3 separate regions of the Sus scrofa genome follow, and all the other regions are linked to region 1. The links are chromatin contacts, called in public Hi-C and HiChIP or PLAC-seq maps. All regions are on one chromosome and are shown on one strand. Each heading gives the region's core, a stretch centred on a gene start, on an enhancer-like site or on the middle of the called end of the contact. The rest is flanking DNA. Distances are from core to core; before and after follow the strand shown. Region 1 holds the start of MED21 (mediator complex subunit 21). Region 2 overlaps STK38L (serine/threonine-protein kinase 38-like). Region 3 holds the start of STK38L (serine/threonine-protein kinase 38-like).

The links. A called contact is a pair of places that touch in the nucleus more often than the background predicts. HiChIP or PLAC-seq counts read pairs in DNA pulled down with a chosen protein or histone mark.
Region 2: a contact with region 1 is called in an H3K27ac HiChIP or PLAC-seq map of alveolar macrophages. The contact joins the enhancer-like site here to the promoter of MED21 in region 1. A contact is called at or near these places in 2 of 5 promoter capture datasets (fetal liver and fetal skeletal muscle), 3 of 47 Hi-C or Micro-C datasets (embryonic fibroblasts, fibroblasts and mesenteric adipose tissue) and 2 of 2 datasets of contacts at active chromatin or transcription factors (alveolar macrophages and skeletal muscle).
Region 3: a contact with region 1 is called in a Hi-C map of embryonic fibroblasts, with 2.7 times the contacts expected there. The contact joins the promoter of STK38L here to the promoter of MED21 in region 1. A contact is called at or near these places in 2 of 5 promoter capture datasets (fetal liver and liver), 3 of 47 Hi-C or Micro-C datasets (embryonic fibroblasts, heart right ventricle and skeletal muscle) and 2 of 2 datasets of contacts at active chromatin or transcription factors (alveolar macrophages and skeletal muscle).

Annotation. Positions count from the first base shown.
Region 1 is chr5:46,733,912-46,738,429 of Sscrofa11.1, forward strand. It overlaps MED21 (mediator complex subunit 21), which reads right to left and starts at 2,470. Exons shown (of 4, transcript NM_001243530.1): 1 at 2,413-2,470. The coding sequence starts at 2,454.
Region 2 is chr5:46,517,632-46,522,149 of Sscrofa11.1, forward strand. STK38L (serine/threonine-protein kinase 38-like) reads right to left here. Exons shown (of 15, transcript XM_021092164.1): 3 at 3,433-3,580. The coding sequence starts at 3,569. Among named protein-coding and RNA genes, the nearest start is that of ARNTL2, 38 kb to the left of the region's middle. Within about 2 kb of position 2,275, at least 4 of the 83 cell types and tissues checked have an H3K27ac peak or open chromatin away from gene starts, as enhancers often do. A contact at or near this core is called in alveolar macrophages, where this site is marked.
Region 3 is chr5:46,571,979-46,576,496 of Sscrofa11.1, forward strand. It overlaps STK38L (serine/threonine-protein kinase 38-like), which reads right to left and starts at 2,738. Exons shown (of 15, transcript XM_021092164.1): 1 at 2,630-2,738.

The DNA of each region.
Region 1 (4,518 bases), core at 1,220-3,719:
TACTGCACCCTCAGCAAACACATCTGGCTTGGTAACATTACTATTTCCAAACCTAAGACTCTTACCCTCCCCACCAACTTCTCTCAACAGTCCTGACCTCTTAAACCTCAATTCCTTATCTGCAATCAGTGAATAAGTATTTCCACTAAGTTTGACTGCCATCATTAGAATGACAGAACTCAAAGTTAACTGTTTCCTTTAATACTTAATTTGTATTGAGAATCTTCTAGTCAACCAATCTACCTTCAGACTCTCAACTTTCATCTTCAAATCCTGTTAATACTACTACAAATCTTTACCTTTTCCTCCTCCATCGCGCTGCTGTTTTAGTTCAACCAATTACCTCACATAAGAGTTATTTACAATAGCCTCATGATTTTCTAGCTCACTATGTCATTTACTTAACCCTGCTCAAAAATCTTGAGCTCACCCTAGCATTGCCTTCAAGATAATCTCCAACTCTTTAAGGCTCTTTCCAAGCTTTCAATAATCTAGGTCAACTCAACTTGTTCATTACCTACTACTCTTTCATATTCCTGACTAGTGATAAATTCATTCCTGATAACACTGCATTTGCTCACATTTTGCAAATGTAAGGGAGTGGCCATAAGTGCTCTGAAGCTGTACAAATGTGGATTCTAATTCTGGCAAATAGAGTTTTAAAAGAAATTTTAAATTGGGAATATTCTCACATTACAGCATTGTTATGAGGAACAGAGAAAATACAAGAATATTCAACACTGTGACTATGTCCTTATGAAGCTCTCAAGATCCAGTTAGTCACCAAATATTTATCAAAAATCAACACTATGATATATCAACTGTATATAACTATATAAACATTCTAAGTTAGAGCGTGAACAAGACAGTTTCTGCTCTCATGAAGTTCTCAGAGGATAAAATTATATTTTAAAAATTTTACAATTATGAGTCAGAAAAACACTAAGACTCCCTCCTAACAGCACTCACTAGCCCACTTTACTTCAGCACTTACAGCTGAAAACACTCGATTCAACTCCCTAACCATATACTGCTTTTGTGTCATTTATTTAAATGTCTCTTGAGTATATGACGTCTTTCTAATCAGACTGCAAACTCCTTAAGGAGCATCTCTCCATAAACATTATAGTGCTTCTACACATACTAGTTAACCTAGAGGCTTCTTTGCAAAATCAGTATGCCTACTTTTGGAGTAAAGGCCATATTCACTTTGTTCTTACTATCCTTCTGGCCAGGAGACATGGATGACTATGCGATATTTCCCCTAAAATAACATTTCTATCAAGTAGCATCATTACAATTTGATTTTGTAAAACCTCAAAGGACTGTCTCCCCAAGGTAGGTTGTTCAGTAGTCCAGAAAAGTCACCAAAGGTAGAATTTACCTTGGTGAATTCATCGACATTTAGGGGCTGGCCCTCATAGGCAAAGTAGATCAGTTTTTAACATGCAGATTCACACTCAATATGTGTACATTCACACTTATTGCTCACGTACAAAGACTGAGCAATAACAAGAATGCCAGCCTATTTCCTTCTAGTGAGAAAAAAAACTAGCAAGAGGTACCTGGATTTTCCTGTCAACATCTATAGGCATCTTCTCTGGGACATCAAATTACAAACAGAATGAGAGAAATGTAACTACCGATAGAAAACAATTTAGCTCTTAACGGTAATAAGCATATGAATCCCTTGGTTTGCATCACTTTCACTTCACATAACAGGAAAAATAATCAGAAGGTTCAAAGTAAGAGGGCCAATTACAAGATCTGACTTTAATAGGGAGTAGAACTTTTGGCAGACATTTTTAAAAACTTAAAGAGACAAGGATCAGAAGATTCACTATCATAAAGATGTCAGTTTTCCCCAAACTTGACTTACGCTGGGGGAGTGGCCAAGAGATGCAACGACCCTTAGTCTACAGGAACCAACCGAGATGAAACAAAATTACTCACTTTACCGTCACTCCCGCCCCAACCTGAAAATTTGGGCGAAGGATTACTCTTCGCTAAGGTCCAATCCAATGGTTAAGAACACGGGTTTCCCTCCAAGGGTTAAAATGTATGGGTGCGGGAGGGAGTTTCCGCTTCCTCTCTCTTCCCCGCAAGAGGGGCGACCCCATAAGCACCGCTGACAAGAAAATAAAGCCGTTCCTAGAAAACATGACAAGGCCGTGAGGCTTGAGACTAGGCAGGGAGACCCTCCACCTCGCAGGCTGAGGCCGCGGGCTCCCGCAGCTCCGCACCATTCCACCGGCCGCCTCGGCCTCACAGACCGCGGCGCCGCCTCCCGCCGACCCGAGCGTGCGTTGCGGAAAGACGCTCCCCACTTCCAAGCTTGCCCCCCAAGTCCCTTTTTCTAACTTGCTTTCCCTCAGGAAAGAAGACGGAGACTAATCGAGTACAATTGCTCACCGAGTTCACGGCGTCCTGCAGCTGTGTCAGGCGATCCGCCATGTTTCTCCCCGCAAACAAAGAGACGCTAAAGCAGCTGCTCGGATGCAATTGGGCAGCTTTGGTAAGCGTCACGACCAATCACAGGGCTGAGTTCGTGGAGGGGGTGGAGTCAAGCCGAACTCCACTCCCCGCGCTAAGCGGCTGGGCTTTCCTAAGGCTTATTTTTGTTCAGACCAGCTGCACCTGGGGGAAGCTCCGCTGGGCCCACGTTTAGTAATTTGGGGGCTTCTGGGGTGAGCCAATGTACTTTCTCATGGCTTTTAAGTAAACACTTTGTGGAGACTGGATTCGCGGTTTTTCTAAGTAAGTTTCCCTATCCTCTTTGTATCTTTTTTTTTTTTTTTTTCTTCTTTTTTGAAGGGCCGCTCCTGGAAGTTCCCAGGCTAGAGGGTAGCTGCCAGCCTACAGCAAAACAGACACAGACACAGCCACAGCAAGGAGGGATCCGAGCTGCATCTGTGATCTACACCACAGCTCACTGCAGCTCAAGATCCTTAACCCCCTGAGTTAGGCCAGGGATCCAACCCGCAGCCTCATGGATACTAGCCCTGGTTTGTAACCTGCTGAGCCACAAGGTTTGTATCCATTTTTAAACATCACCTTGAATACCTATTTTACATTGCTTTGGCTTTCTAGGTAGACCACATGGCCTACACAATGAACAACTAAAGAATACTTGGGAGTTCCCACTGGTACAGTGGATTAAGAATCCGACTACAGTGGTTAGGGTCTTCCAAATCCCACTGGTTCAACAGCTTTAATCCCTGGCCCAGGGAACTTCCACATGCCTGTGCGGCCAAAAAAAAAAGGGGGTTTTTTTCTAAGTTTTACTATTTTCATGTAAATTTTATGAATTACTAGAGTCCACATGGATTACTCCTCTCTCCTTTTATGATTTCGACACTTTCACATATGCCTTTTCATGGGCTTTTCTTTTTTTTTTGTTTGTTTGTTTTGTCTTTTTGCCATTTCTTGGGCCGCTCCTGCGGCATATGGGGGTTCCCAGGCTAGGGGTCCAATCGGAGCTGTAGCCACCGGCCTACACCACAGCCACAGCAACGCGGGATCCGAGCCGCGTCTGCAACCTACACCACAATTCATGGCAACGCCGGATCGTTAACCCACTGAGCAAGTGGCAGGGATCGAACCCGCAACCTCATGGTTCCTAGTCGGATTCGTTAACCACTGGGCCACGACGGGAACTCCTCATGTGCTTTTCTTGAATCCCCAACTGGAGCATGTGGTTTTAAGAACAGGACCCAGTATTATGAATCTCATCTTTTAAACACCCACTTTTGGTAAGTATGTTCTTTTAAACTATATTATTAAAAGTTTCAGACATGTCCAAAAGTAGAGAGTACTATTGTGAACACTCATGCACCCATCTCCCAGCTTCAATTATCAACGCATAGCCAATCTTGTGGTACTTTGATTTTTAAAACCTGTAGTGATTATTTTTTCCGGAAAAAAAAATCCTTAACAGTTCTTTAATTTGACATTCTAGACCCTTAACTACCTTTACTACCTATTCAGTCACAATGTATTAAACATCTAAACGTTCCAGGCATTAGGCTGAAATTCTATAAATAAGCATTTGTTACATTAGATTTCTTGCAATCCCCTACAGGTGTTCTGTTTCACACTGCTATGCACACCATATAAAACATGATAAATCTCTCTTTCTTGTATGAAAAGCCCACACTTCCATCCCTATACTGGTTCTGTTTCCTTGTTGATCATCCACTCAGCTTTCAAAACTCATTAAAAAAATTTTTTTTAATAAAACCTTTCCTGAAACCCTAAAATTAATTGCTCCCAATCTTTACCACAGTTATTCCTTGTACTTCTGTTATTGCACTAAGCATATTGAGGCTTCGTTATCCATACATGGCTCAAATTCACTCACCACCACAAACTGCTTGTGGGCAGGAAACATTTCAATTGTTTCCATAGTTCCACTGCTTAGCATCTAGGATTCAGCCTGACACATAGAAGCCACTGAGTACATATTTATGGACTAAATGAATTAATTTCCTAGCATAATGATTTCCTTATAAGCAACTA
Region 2 (4,518 bases), core at 1,025-3,524, 220 kb before region 1:
TAGTAATAAGCACCCACCTTGGCACTAATCACACTGATTTTTTGTTTACACAGTTATCTTTTGTTGCTATATTATTTGCCCAAGCCCAACCCTTTGAATGGGCTAGGCCAATACTGGATCCTGTGTCTGCCTTTATGCACAGAGCTGCTTGTTCAATGATCTGGGTTTTCTCCTCTGCAGGAAGAATCCACAGAGTGAGAGGACCATTAACCTAGGAGGCACTATCAGTACACAAGCAGATTTATTCTTCTGTCAAATCCCTACTGCCCCCTTTCCTCAATCTGTGTGAAAGCTAAAACTTCAGTAAATCTCCCATCCTTATGAGGAGAGATGCAAGGACTTTCATCCATTTCCAGGCCTAAATAGGAAGACTCACGGACTTTTCCTATACCACTTTAAAAGAGACTTTACCTCTAAATAAGCTTATGCTCTATTCTTACTGGTACTTTATTGGCATTTACTCAATTAGGTAAGCCTTAAAATGTCATGTGTTTTCCTAAAGTATAAGCTTTTAGGAGTTCCCATCGTGGCGCAGCGGTTAATGAATCCAACTAGGAACCATGAGGTTGTGGGTTCGGTCCCTGCCCTTGCTCAGTGGGTTAGCGATCCGGCATTGCCGTGAGCTGTGGTGTAGGTTGCAGACAAGGCTCGGATTCCGCATTGCTGTGGCTCTGGCATAGGCTGGCGGCTACAGCTGCGATTCGACCCCTAGCCTGGGAACCTCCATATGCCGCGGGAGCAGCCCAAGAAATAGCAAAAAAAGACAAAAAAAAAAAAAAAAGCTTTTAGAAAATATAAGCTGATTATTTAACTTCCATGGCACCATAAAGATGAGATTGCTTTTTTCTTTTTAAACAACAGTAGATTCTTTTATTCCTACTTTCCTTTGTTTGGGAACAGAGGGCAAAACAGAATTACTTTAAGGTTTCAGCAATAAAAAGACAATGACCCTTTAAAATTCTGATGAATAATTTAAGTGACTATTGAAAAAATCTAGGGCTTTCCTTCCTTTCTTTTACTTTATTCCATCTCCTTTGATGATCTGACCACTTTCAGAGACATTCATTACATTTACAGTTGACATAGTTTTTTATGTGTCTGGATTTATTTCTCACTTATGGTGCAATTTCTACTTGTGCTTGCTCGTTGGTATTTCAGTTTTTCTTTTTCACTTGCCGCCTTCTGAATTTATTTTTCCCCATCCATTTTTTTCCTTCTATTAGTTTCAAAGTTACAAACTCTATTTTTATTCCTTTAGAGGCTACCCTAAAAATTACGTGTACATTTAATTTGTCAAAGCCTGAAATTAATCAATTTTCCCTAGCTATGTTGTATCCACTATCCACAGAGTCAATGATCCTCTTAAGAATAATTTAATTCCACTTACTTCCCTCCTAACTAAGAGTCTACTACACAAAAACACTTTAATACTTTTTGAAAAAATACATAAGACATTAAAAAAAAAAAGGAGTTCCCATTGTGGCTTAGCTATAATGAACCTGACCAGTATCCAAGAGAACATGGTTCGATCCCTGGCCTCACTCAGTGGGTTAAGAATCCAGTGTGTTGCTGTGAGCTGTGGTGCAGGTCACAGAAGCTGCTCAAATCTGGCATTGCTGTGGCTGTGGCAGAGGCTGGCCCCATATGCCACACTTGTGGCCCTAAAAAGCAAATACATACATACATACGTACATACATACATAAGACATTATCAATACTGCTGGGTTTTTTTTGAGTGAGAATTGCAATTTTTAATTTTTATTATTTATTTATTTATTTAGCTTTTTAGGGCCATATCCATGGCATATGGAGGGTCCAAGGTTAGGTGTCAAATTGGAACTACAGCTGCCAGCCTACGCTACAGTCCAGCAACACAGGATCCGAGTCAAGTCTACAACCTACACCACAGCTCATGGCAACGCCAGATCCTTAACCCACTGAATGAGGCCAGGGATCGAACCTGCAACCTCATGGTTCCTAGTTGGATTCGTTTCCACTGCGCCATGGCAAGATCTCAATTGCTGATTTTTTATACAGTTTTTGTTGAGAATCATTCACATGTTTACAGTTAGATTTTCTGTTTGTGACTATGTTCCCTCCACCTAAGTTAAGTTAAATCTTCTGGAATTTCTGCAGATGGCATATGCTTCATTTAACTTGCCTCTCTCTGTTCCCTTCTCCTTCTTCTCTTCCTTTGGAACTCTGATCAAAGATATGTTTGCTCTCCTCACTGTCCTCCATGTTGCTTAGCTCTCTTTCTTATTTCCTAGTTGACTTCTGAGTAGTTACTTTGGTTTCATTTTCTAGTTCTAATTCTCTCTCCAGCCACATCTAATCAGTTAGACCTGCCCAAAATTATGTTCAAAACCAGATTCTTCCTCTACAGTCCTAGTTCGCTAATTGTGCCACTCTCGGTATGCCCAAGTGTGAGATTTCGGAGCCAGCATTAACTTATTTTTCTTGCACTCCATATTTGGGTAGTTGCTATGTTTTTTCTGTCTTTCTCACTCAGTTCCTCTCTATTATTGCTGTCATAATCCGAAAGCAAGCCTCCTTTCCACTGGCCTGGGCTACAGCACTAGCCTTTCCTGTTCCTAATTCCTCTTCCCACAATCAATTCTGTCCATCACAACTAAAGTAGTCTCCCAGAGAAACACCTGTGACCATTTAAATCTTCTTTTTGAAAGTTTTCAAGGCTCTTTACTGGCATGAGAAAAGCTCCACTAACAAAGCATCCAAAGCTCTCAGGAAATGGTAAAACCCAGCTGGAGCGAAATTAGACAGTGCCTGAAGGGCACTGAAGGTGGTTTCTTCCGCCTCTAATATCCTTCCTCCTGCTCTTTCACCTCTTTCTTCTCCCCTTTCTGCATACATAAACAGTACTCTCCCTTTGGAGCCCCGTTTAAATGTCACCACCATTTATGAAGCCTTCCCAGCTGCCTCTGTCAAAAACAATCTCTCCCATCCTTGCCCTTCCCAAAGGGCATACTTTTCACCCTTTCATGTAATATTTATGTGCATTGTCTCTCTTGCTGTAAGTTTCCTGAAGGCAAAATAACATTTGACTCATTTTTAAAATTCTCCCGTTCCCACTGATATACACACAACACTGTGAATCCTTTTGGGTTAAAGGCAGTTATTCATTAAGCTCCCTTCTAAAAGAAAGTATAAAGGTATGTCAGAATTTCATAGGTAGAAAAGTTTTCTTTAAAACACCAACTGACCTGTGATACAAGTATATGGGTGCACAGGACAAGATACTACTCTATGAAAGTAAAACAAGTAACAAGGTACACTCTCAGGAAACCTAAAGACAGCATACAGGTTTCCACAATATTTGTATTATTAATGGACAGGGTGTTTACTCCCCACCTGCAGCATAACAAGAAAATTATTAACTACACAGAAAATTTTGACCAGCCTTTTCTGTACCTGGTTTCTCTCTCTTCATGCTGTAAAATTAGGTTGCTGTAGAAATTCTCCAGTGTGAGCTTGGCCACAGTCACTCTTTCCCGGGTATGGTTGCTCATAGGAAAGGTGGTAGCAGTAGTCCCTGCCGTCATTGCCATAGTAACAGAAACTAGAACAGAGAGACACAAATTGTTCAGTAGAAAAAAACTTTCTGTCCCTTTAAACAAACTCTAGAAATGGTTAATTTCTACTATGCAAACTTGTCCTCTAACAGTTAAGACGTTTGAGTCTTTTGTATTATGGATTATATGCTAGCAAAGAAAGAGGCACTTCCCCCAAAACAACAAAAGTGAATTCTGTGCTGGCAAAACCAAGGGTAAAGAAGCAGCAGTGGCAATAGACACGTAATACTGACACTTATTTATCAAGGGTCATATTCAATAAGTATTCAAAATAAAGGGTCAATTTATTTTGTATTATTTTACTGATTACTAAATAAAATCCACAAGATTTTGCTAATACTTATGTTCCCAATAAACATAAGTTTAGAAAGAAGCCTCTGCCATGTAAATTCTATGAGTCAAGACGTGTTACCTCAAATATGTACATAAACATCAGTCAACAGCAGTTTTTATGGGGATATGTTTTAGGGAAAAACCACTTTTAGAAACAAGCCCCTTTGGATGGAGTCCATGGATGCCCTATTTCATTTTGAATCCTGTAATAGTGCTATGACGAGGTCTAGTATACTACTCCAGACTGGAAGGCCCATTGCATTTTCAGATGAAACTCAAATGCCTGGAGGAACCAGGTAGGAAACACAAATGTATGAAGCAAGCCAGGTGACAGCAGGGAAGTTTTGTAGCCTTAACTGGACACTGTGTGTCTACTTAAAGCCATTTAAGTGCCAATTTTTAAAAACCACTGGGCCAGTCCAACAAAGTAATGGTTTAAAGAAGATAATGTGGACAATTAGACAAGATGAGAAATGTAGAAAATGACTGCTTCATATGGAGAAACAGACTGATCTTTGGGGGCTCCTACTGGTAGGCACTGACCCAAAAGACTTGCCTACATAGTTCATGTCTGGACTAGAAAAAAACTAGA
Region 3 (4,518 bases), core at 1,488-3,987, 160 kb before region 1:
GTCTAATCAGAGCTACAGTAATGCAGTACCTGAGCCTTGTCTGTGACCTACACCATAGCTCACAGCACCACCAAATCCTTAACCCACTGAGCAAAGGCAGGGATCAAACCCACAACCTCATGGTTACTAGTCAGATTCATTTCCGCTGTGCCACAACAGGAACTCCCTGGAGACAGAAATTTTATATAATCAGCACACTTAAGTACAGGGCATACATTGCTAAATAGTCTCAAGACTTAAACAAAAATTGGGGGGTGGGGAGGGAGGAAAAAGGATTCACTTAATATCTTTTAACTATTGACCAAGGTTATCTTACATTAATTTTTAAATTTTTCTTATGCTTTAAAGCATATGCTTTTATAAGCTGACTCATTATTTCATTCAAAAAGTCTATGGTGCTTTTAATATAAAAATACAGCAGCATAATCTCTGCATATGTCAAGTTTACCTAATCATAACTTGCCCATCTGCTGATTTTAATGTAATCTTGGGGGTGCTGGAGGACAATATGCTAGATTGATTCACTCTCCACTGTTTATGTAAAATAAAATGATTTTAACATTACATTGAGATGCAGATCTCTCTGGCTTTGATTTGCGCCCTCTTTTCTCTCTCAAAAGAGTGCCACACACATGCAAAAAAGCTTCCGACTTTTACAAGATCACTGGAAAACACCTTCCAAAGAGTTATCCAATTTCGCTAACATAATGATCTTGCCCTTACTTTGAGGGGACGGAACTTTTCTGAAAACAAATGGCTGAGTTGAGTCCATGGCTTTGTCACCATTTTCTACAAAGCACAATTCTTCCTTTGTTTTTATAGTGTCCTACCTTTTGAAATTAATTTTTTCGGCATAAAAATGGCTGAGGACTCCTTTTTATTTGCTCATTGGTCTCTATCCTTTGATTTACTCTGAAACAAACTCAAAATCAAAAGACTAAAAGAAGAACGGCACTCATTTAATGTGGTTTTTCTAAGTCTAATTTTTTTTCATTCCCCATGGCAGGGCGTTTTAAAGGATTACAAAAACTACACCCAATTTACTTCTCATTCTAAATATATCCCAACCAAATGGGAAATATTATCAGCCATCTTAACGAGGAGAACACCACAAAGCTAAGCCAGATCAAATTAAAAAAAAAAAAATTATGCATTGTACTTCCTTTGAGATCAGGATATTTTTACACAAAATTACTTTAATGAACCTTTGCAATGAGCAAATATCATCATACTTTAACGTTCTATTTTGGACTAACTTCTCTTCCATCAAATAGTCACAAGAGTGGCTAATTCACATACAATACCTCCCAGCTACTGGGTAGAGACTATAATAAACTTAATTGTTTTATATATCCTGAGGCAATACAAAGAAAGGCCAAACACAAAGAGGTTGCCAGTATCTATATGCATTTACGATTGAGACAAAGAACTTTGAAAAACCTTCCCTCCGTAAGGAAACTGAGCTTAAACAACAATAGACCCTGCCTCAAAGTAGGGAGACCTAACAAGCTTAAGCCCCCACCCCACTCACAGCCCCCAAAAGACAAGGTCTCTCTCCCATCTTACAGCTAGGAGACATAAAGTAAAACGCTTAAAAGTTGTTTCCTCAGATTTTAGTAGTTAGTAATAAAGCTATTACTCCGGCCACCTTTCCCGAGCAACTGGCTTCTATCAAAACTTATCACAAGTTTCATGAAATAGACAAGAGCTTTGGTTCTGCATTTTATCAAGTGAGGAACGGCAGCATCACCCTTTGGACATCCACTACTTCTAGCACCACCAGCTCTCCCGCCCCCCTCCTATTTCTTTTTATACTTTTCTTCCAAACTAAGGACCAGAAAAGCGGCCCCACAAAAGTAGCAACAGTAAACGGGAGGCCACCGCTTTTGAAAATAAACTTTTGTTCTTTTGCTATCAACCTGGCAACTTTTTAAAGGTGAAATGTCTCCTACTCAATCGGGTAGAGTCTTTCCTCTTCTCATACCAAACAAGCACTCGTTTGTCCCCGATAGCAAAGGTGAAAAAAAGGGTTGGGAGAAAACGATATTGAAAAGAAGGGTCTAGGGTTCCAGTGGCAGATTCCGAGACCGGTTTTGAACACTGTGGCTTCTGGGAGCTGGGCGGCTTTACAGTGTCTGAGAAATGTTTAGCAATCTGACGCATCAGTTTTTAGGAATGGTACACAAACAGCCCCCACAATCTAAGAGCTATGCCCAGAATCCTTCCCCTCAGTGGCACCAGCTGGAAGGCACGGGACGGGAAAGCTGGGGATACAGGAGAGGATCCGCGACATTTGTTATTGTTTACGAAGCCCAGGCAGGGACGGGGAGCAGGGTGCTCGGGGGCAGAGGCGTGGAAGGGGAAAGGAGCAGGGAAGGACAAAGATTCCTCCCTGGGATCAAGGCCACCTCTCCGGACACCTGGGGCCAGTAGCACTCCAGGGAACAAGAGGGCCAAGGCCGTCGCTGGAGCTTCACCGGAGGCATTTCCAGCCGCGAAATGAGCCCGTCTTTCCCTGGACACCCAAAGACACATAAAATCTCCTGCTCCGCTCACAGAGTTGGGGCTGGCACAGCGAGACGAGCCCCCCAGCGCCTGCCGCCTCAAAGCGCCGCATCCCCACACTCACCTGCCTCCGGTCGCGCCCGCGGCCGGCTCAGCCTCCGCACGGACCGCAACCGGCCCGGCGCCGTCCGCTCCCTGCTGCCCGCTCCGCCCTCGCCCCGCCCCCAGGAGGTGGGACCCGCCGCCGCTGCCGCGCCGGAATCTCGGGGTGGCCTCCTTGAACTCTCGCGAGCCCTCCCTGCTCGGCTTCTTGGTGGCTGGGCCGGTCCGAATCGGTCCTGACGTCATACGCACCACAGCCGGAAGTAGTCTTCTGTCGTCAACACCGCCCCCCGCCCCACCCCATCCACCTGCGCCTGGCGGTGGAGTTGTTTGAATGGTCACCGATTCCTCTCATCAGCCTCATCTCACTTCCCTCTACTCTGCCCAGAGCTAGTTCAGGCCACTCTTGGGAGTGGCCCTGTGTGTTGCTACATTAGTCACGTATTCTAAATGTCAACAGTTTTTCTTGATGCTTCACTATGCAATGCGAATGATAGAGATGGAAAGTGGCTTAGAGATAATTTTAGTGATTTGGGGGAACATTTTGCAGAGTAGGACAATGTGGTCAACAAAACTGGACTGACTGATCAAGCTGCCTAGTTAGTAGCTGTGAGATCTAGAAGCCACTCAGGTTTCTTGACCCTTTTCCATTTCACCATGACTCTAACAACTTGAGAGAGATTCGCATTTGGAAAAGCTGCCAAAAAACTCTGTGACATACATGAAAAACTTGCTCGAGTTATCTTGCTTGGGGAAAATCTTAAAATAACTGACAATACTGGGTTGCTTATTTAGGATAAGAAAACTATGAGAAAAATCACCATCCTGTAGTGTGCCTCAGAAAAGATGTTTGGGAGGATGATGCATTTGAGCTTAGGGAGAAAACTTACTGGACAAGCCAATGAAGAGACTCATTCCTAATTATCATTGAAAAATTTATCTTCTATCTGAATATTAGAGATTTTATAAAATACCATTAACTTTTAGACTGTTAAGACAATATGCAAAGCTGGCATTGTGCTTGCAGAAAATATAATTCAGAGATGCCAACCATTATCTTTAGTTTTGATGAGGGTAGGCAACGCACGTGAAAGACTTAGAGAAGAATCATAATATCATTTCTTTTTTTTACACTCTGCTTTCTCATATATACCTTGATAGTGGAAAAAGCACTATGTTGTCTGGTAATTAGTGTGTTCTTGAAGAAATCAGTTCTTCCTACATCATATGGTCATTTTAAGACACAAATGACAGTTGACATACGTGAAAATAAGAGGTTTAATTATAATCAAACATGCTTGACAGATGCCTGCACCCCATTCTCCCTCTAGTGCATACATACTAATTCAAGTGTGGTAGGATTGGAAACAGTTTATGGAGTATCCTATAGCAAGTTTATATTTTCAAATATGCCATAATATTTTCATAGCACTAGAGGAATGTGTAGGGTATTAGACTAGGGTAATGTGGGGCAGGGTACATCTTCAACTTCCAATTTCTAAATTGAGGCCATTCCAAACAAATTCCCCCAGGTTGTTGAAGGTGCCTGACCTGAATCAAATTAGAGCCAAGTGCCCTTTTGGAAGTTTGGTGAAATCTATAGGCCCTTTTGCAGAATAGTGTTTTTAAATGCATAAAAGAAACTACCTAGGGCTATAAAGGAAATTGCTTATATTAATATACAATTATTAAAATACCAAAAAATGAGTTTTTGTTATAGCTCTGTTGTAGGCAGCTCTTAAGATGACTCCCAGTAATCCTTACCTTCCAATATTTCCATCTTGCACAAACCGCTCCTGAGTGTGGGGTAAACCTAGTGATTTGGTTTTGAAAAAGAGAATACAGCAAAAATGAAGGGATGTCACTTCCATGTTAGGTTACAAAAGACTCTTGCTTCCATCTTGTTCATCC